Regions from separate parts of the Mus musculus genome. Here region 2 is linked to region 1. A link is a contact called in public Hi-C data. All regions are on one chromosome and are shown on one strand. Each heading gives the region's core, a stretch centred on a gene start, on an enhancer-like site or on the middle of the called end of the contact. The rest is flanking DNA. Distances are from core to core; before and after follow the strand shown.

Region 1 (2,700 bases), core at 116-2,615:
GAAAGCAGCCATGGCAACTATCATTAACAACAGTCTATCTTGCCCCACCAACCTCAACCTCTAAAATCATCCTCTCCCTTCTGATGTCATGGAACCTGAGCTGGGTTATTTCCCTCTTAGCATGGAGGAGTAAAGCTAAGCTCTCACAGGCTTTTATTAATGAGTGACAGTAATTAAGAAATGAGGCCTACTCTTACTGACGTTTGAGCCTGAGAAAAATAATGAGAGACTGTTTCATGTAAAGAGTCTATGTTCTTTCATAGTAATTCAGGCTCCCTGCACATCATTTTTCATTTCTTTTAAAATGCAAGAACTCCCAATAAAAACACCTCAGCATGTTATTTTCCACTTAAACCTACACCAAACTGGTTGAAGAAGAAAAATAGAGAGCTATGAAGAACACTCTTGGGATTGGGGAATTTTTTTTTTTTTAAAGAGTCCAAGCAATGTGACAACCTCAAACTGCTTGAAAAAAAAAAATCAATCTACTTCTAGCATAACTTGAATTAGAGACTGTGTCAGTTTACTCTCCTGTAGATGGGGATTTCTTTTGCTTAAAAACTTTGAAGCTGGGATAAAAAGGTGCACATAAATGCATGTAGCACACGCTAAACATTTGCTAGGATTGAAGAAGCCTGAAAATATTAAGTTGTAATCTATTCAATGCCAGTTATAAGTCTTTAGAGTAGTCACAATCAAAAGGGACAAATTCTTAGTTCTCTTGGCTTTTATAGCTTCCCCTTTGGCCTCCTCTGTCCTCTGGGACTAATCTAGCCCTTCTCAGAATAGAATCCTTGGGGATTTTGCAGATGGTACCACGGAGCGCCCTTCCTCCTGCCTCCACAGCCTTGATGCTTTCAAGGAGTAGGAAGGATGTGGGTAGCAACAAGAGCTAAGACAAGGTGGAGAGAAGGCGGCAGCCTAGGCGCTAGGGCTGATAATTTCTCAACAGAATCTCTCAGACTCCAGGCTAAGGTCTAAGGCTGGCTGTGCTATCTGAGGTGTGTCACCTGACACCTTACAGGTTCCAGCCGACTTAGGCACCGGTGCGTGACGCCCAGCCGCCGAATGGAGGCGACAGGAGGGCCCGGCCTCGCTCTGCGGCCACCGCAAAGGACAAGCAGCATCTTTCTTAGTGTGGCCAAGGCCCAGATCCTGCTGTCCTCGCGGAACCGCCTCACCTGGCCGCGGCTTACGTCCCCACCGCCGCCCACGTCCAGCCGCGCTCACCTGCGAGCCCAGGCCCGGGCCCTCCATCACGACCCGCGCCCGCTCGGCCGCGGCTCCAGCGCAAAGTGGCGGCCGCGGCTCTCCAAGCACGCCTCAGCCGCCTCTCGCCCACTTCCGGCTCGCGCTCCGCCCTCCTAACTGCGCGCATCCTAGGGCTGTCAATCCGCCACGAGAAGCCAATCCCCGATCTCTCTCTCACGGGGGCGGGACTTTCTCACCTCTAGAGAACTGCCGGTCATCCCCGCCCCCTGCCCCGCCCCCGCTATGTTCTTTCCTTCAGCCCCACCCTTGGCACCACTTAGGGTTCCCACTCAGAAGGCTCTACAGGTGCAGGTTCAGGCTGTTGTTATTCCAACGTCCCCGAGTGGGCTACCCCAAAGCTAGCTGTCCTTGTGGAGTTCTCTCCCTCACCTCAATCTTCTCAACTGTGAGTCAAGAACAAACTTCATGTAAGCGTTTGGAAAATTAACTGAGGAAAAGTATTTACAGTCCCACAGCAGGGGTTTTGGCAGATGAAGAGCATCCTGCCTCATGGACAACCTCACAGATGTTAGCTGTTCTAGGCATTGGGAGTTCCTAACTGCTGCTCTTCAGTCATGTGCTCTTGAGCAAGATACTTTTAGCATCAGGGCCTGGTTCCTCATAGAAAGCAGAAGATGTGAGCGGTGGTAAAGGCACTTGCCAACAAGTGTTACGACCTGAGTTTGTTCTCCTGGATCATGGTGGGAAGGGAAAAGTCTTGATGCTTTCCACTGATTCTTACACACACACACACACACACACACACACACACACACACACACACACACAGCTCGTTCACCATGCCACCTCCACACACAAGTAAATTAATAAATGAAACAAAAATACGTTTTAACAAAAAAGAAAGCAGAAAATATGAGAGTTCCACAGGGAGGGTGGAGATATAACTGAATAAGCCTCTCCAGTCCCTTTTGGTAGACTGCATGGAGGAGAGGGCATATAAGTCTTGCACACATTGGTGGGCTATGAAACAAGAATACTCTTGGTTCTTACCAGTGGGGAGCTCTCTCCTACCTCAGTGTCCAGAAAACAATAGGGCTTTCCTGAGCCTGGACTCAACTCCGTTCTTTGTGATAATTCCTTGATGTGTCTGTTACCAAGCCCAGCTTGGTTAGATCCTTAGAGGCTAAGTCAGAATTAATATTGTGACTCTATGAAACCATGAAATAAGTGTCTGGAAATAAAGTGCTGGGTTACCCATGAAAAAATATTACCCTGAAACAGTAAAATTATAAGTGTATTATTATGGTCAGTGGCCCTACTTATTGGGCACACCATAGATTACCCATAAAGCCTACACCCACTGAAGATGGGAAACACTGTGTTTGTCTAGGAACTCCCAGTGCCCAGAACAGCACCGAGACCTAGAAACTATTTACCATAATTACAGTGACTAGATGGGTGGATGTACGAATGTGTCATCAACTTTTA
Region 2 (2,700 bases), core at 65-2,564, 150 kb before region 1:
AAAAAAAGTTGTATTTCAAATACCTGCCCCCCCAAAAATTAAAAATGGCACCTGGTGTGGTGGAACATGCCTTTAATCCCAGCAGATCTCCATGAGTTCGAGGCCAGCCTAATCTACATAGTGAATTCTCTGGCAGTCAGAACAAATGGTGAGACCCTGTCTCAAAAGAAAAAAAAAAAGAAGAGAAGAGAAGAGGAGAGGAGAGGAGAGGAGAGGAGAGGAGAGGAGAGGAGAGGAGAGGAGAGAAGAGAAGAGAAGAGAAGAGAAGAGAAGAGAAGAGAAGAGAAGAGAAGAGAAGAGAAGAGAAGAGAATACAGAGGATGGTTTAAGCTTTGTTGAATTGAATTTAGAAGATGCTAAAGAGGTTTTAAACATGGTAGAAGAGACAGACTCTGACTGCACCTACATATCTGGGTGACACCTCTGTGGCTCCCAATAGGCAGAAAAGGAAGTCAGGAGGAAGATTCCATGGGTATTTTTTTACTCAGGATTTTACAAGCATCAAGGATCAATTGCAACATGTGAATTTTCAGTAGCATCTTCAAAAAGGAAAAGAGTTCACATTTTAATTTAGAATGCTTGTGTCCTGTTATGATGTAAACGGTTTTTGTTCATTTGTTTTAACCCTTGGTCCCCAGCTGGGGGCGCTGTTTAGGAAGGTTGTGGAACCTCTGGAGACTTAACAGATGGAAGTGGGTCACTGGGCCAGTCCTGAGGCTTAATAGCCCTGCCCCGTTTCCTGTCTGCTCTCTGCTTTGGGAGTATAGTTACCATGTAAGCGGCTGACTAATATTTCCACCTTCATGCTTTCTCCACCAAACTCTCAAGCAAAGTTAAGTCTTTCTTACATCAGTCTCAACATGAAAAGTAATTATTTTTTGCATGAGAACAGATGACATTGCAGAATATCCTTGAGATAGAAAACATAAAAGAGTAGGTTGAATTATATAGGTCTGTACTTACAGGGGGCCAAAGGGGAGCGCAGTCAGGACATGACTTCATGATCTATTCTGCACCTCGTAATACTCAGAGACCCTTGAGAGAGTCTACACTTACTTCTCTACCTCAAGAGAGCTTGCTCTTCTCAAGATTTAGATTTCATCAGGAAAGAAAGCGGAAAAGGACCACTTCAGAACACAAGCCACATGCTACCTGCAGCTGTTTCGATGCCTCCCCTTCTGTAGATCTAGCCTTGCCCAAGTGCTAATCCGGGTGTGTGAGATGCTCATGCGCCCGCCTCTGATCAGACAGCAGCACACGAGTCCCCAGCTGCATGAGAATGGTTCACACTCCAGCCGAGGAACCCACCATCTCTAACCACAACAGAACGGAAGCAAGACTGGCAGTGCGCATGCGTGCCTTACCCACAGCCCACATCAGCCCCTGGGAAGGCTTTGTGGGTTTTGTCCTCCACAGGCTTCAGGATGGTGAGCTTCCTCTTGGTGGCATGTCTGGTGCTAATTTCTACTTAGCTGGCTGAAAAAGTTCCTTATGACGTTACTTTCTGCAGGTGGTCTCCATCTTTGCTCCTCTAAGTGCATAAGTCTTCCTTTTCATATTCTAGGGTTGGTGTTGCAGGTATAGTTGATGTCTAAGAAAGCCTCTTTCTCTCTCTGTGACTGGCTTATTTTCCTTGTTAAAGATGGTGCTGGATTTTTCTACTATATATATATATATATATATATATATATATATATATATATATATATATATATATATACATATACATACACACACATATATATACATATATATGTTTTAATATTAAAATCCCATATAATATATAAAATTGAGACTTCATATTCACATATATATTAAAGGTTGTCTAATATTTCTCCTAATACATATACACACGCTCACACATACACACACACACACACACACACACACACACACACACACACACATATATATATATATATATATAACAAGTAGAAAAGTAGTAAGATTTCCTCTTACTGGATTGTTCTCACTGCATTACAGCACCCTCACTCTCCACCTCCTATTCCTAATGCTACCTGAATTTTATGGGTACCACCATACATAACCCTTGGAGAGTGGACCACATGTGCTGACTGACAGCTTGAGGAGTGAGGAGGGAGATCATAGAGAGATGCTCTGCTTTCTGGCCAGGACACCTGGGTGTGTTTTTCACCAGACTGTGAACCTTTTAAGAACAAAGGTTGAATCTGTAACCCTTTCTAGATTCAGACAGGGTATGTTTTCCAAGGCTTTCTAAGCACCCCGGCTGTGATTCAAATGTGGTGCTGCTCAGCAAGTCCACAGCTGCTCACTCCCATACCCAACCTCACCCATCCTCCACGTGGCTCTGCCCTTGTCCTGTGTCTCTCTAGACCCCACTTTCACATTGCAACTTTTTTTTTTTGCCATAGATTGTAAGAAATGTGTGTACAACAAGTATCTGAACAAAGTGACCCTTCAACTTAATTGTGAGGTTGCGGCAGAAATCAAGTCCTATTCAAGTTCATGTCACTGGGCCCTACTTCAGCATGTCATGTGACACAAAGCAGCAAACACTACACAATTGGGCTGAATAATATAGAGAGAGGATTGCCCCCAGATCGGAGCACTTCCATATTATTATAAGTGTTGAGGCTTGAGTACCATGGAGTCAGGAAGAATAAGGATAGAAAATGTATTATCAAGTTCCTAAGACGTGCCAGGCACTGTACCAGGTGT

Evidence for each region. Hi-C and Micro-C count contacts between places; a contact is called where the count stands out from the background.
Region 2: a contact with region 1 is called in a Hi-C map of CD8 T cells, with 2.5 times the contacts expected there. The contact joins the enhancer-like site here to the promoter of Zdhhc13 in region 1. A contact is called at or near these places in 3 of 39 promoter capture datasets (hematopoietic stem and progenitor cells, liver and trophoblast stem cells), 5 of 484 Hi-C or Micro-C datasets (CD8 T cells, granulocyte-monocyte progenitors, myeloid progenitors and 2 more) and 3 of 115 datasets of contacts at active chromatin or transcription factors (the 230-238 cell line and pro-B cells).

Annotation. Positions count from the first base shown.
Region 1 is chr7:48,787,668-48,790,367 of GRCm38.p6, reverse strand. It overlaps Zdhhc13 (zinc finger, DHHC domain containing 13), which reads right to left and starts at 1,365. Exons shown (of 17, transcript NM_028031.3): 1 at 1,231-1,365. The coding sequence starts at 1,257.
Region 2 is chr7:48,936,370-48,939,069 of GRCm38.p6, reverse strand. No RefSeq gene overlaps it. Among named protein-coding and RNA genes, the nearest start is that of Gm2788, 56 kb to the right of the region's middle. Within about 2 kb of position 1,314, at least 66 of the 459 cell types and tissues checked have an H3K27ac peak or open chromatin away from gene starts, as enhancers often do. A contact at or near this core is called in the 230-238 cell line, CD8 T cells, pro-B cells and 1 more, where this site is marked.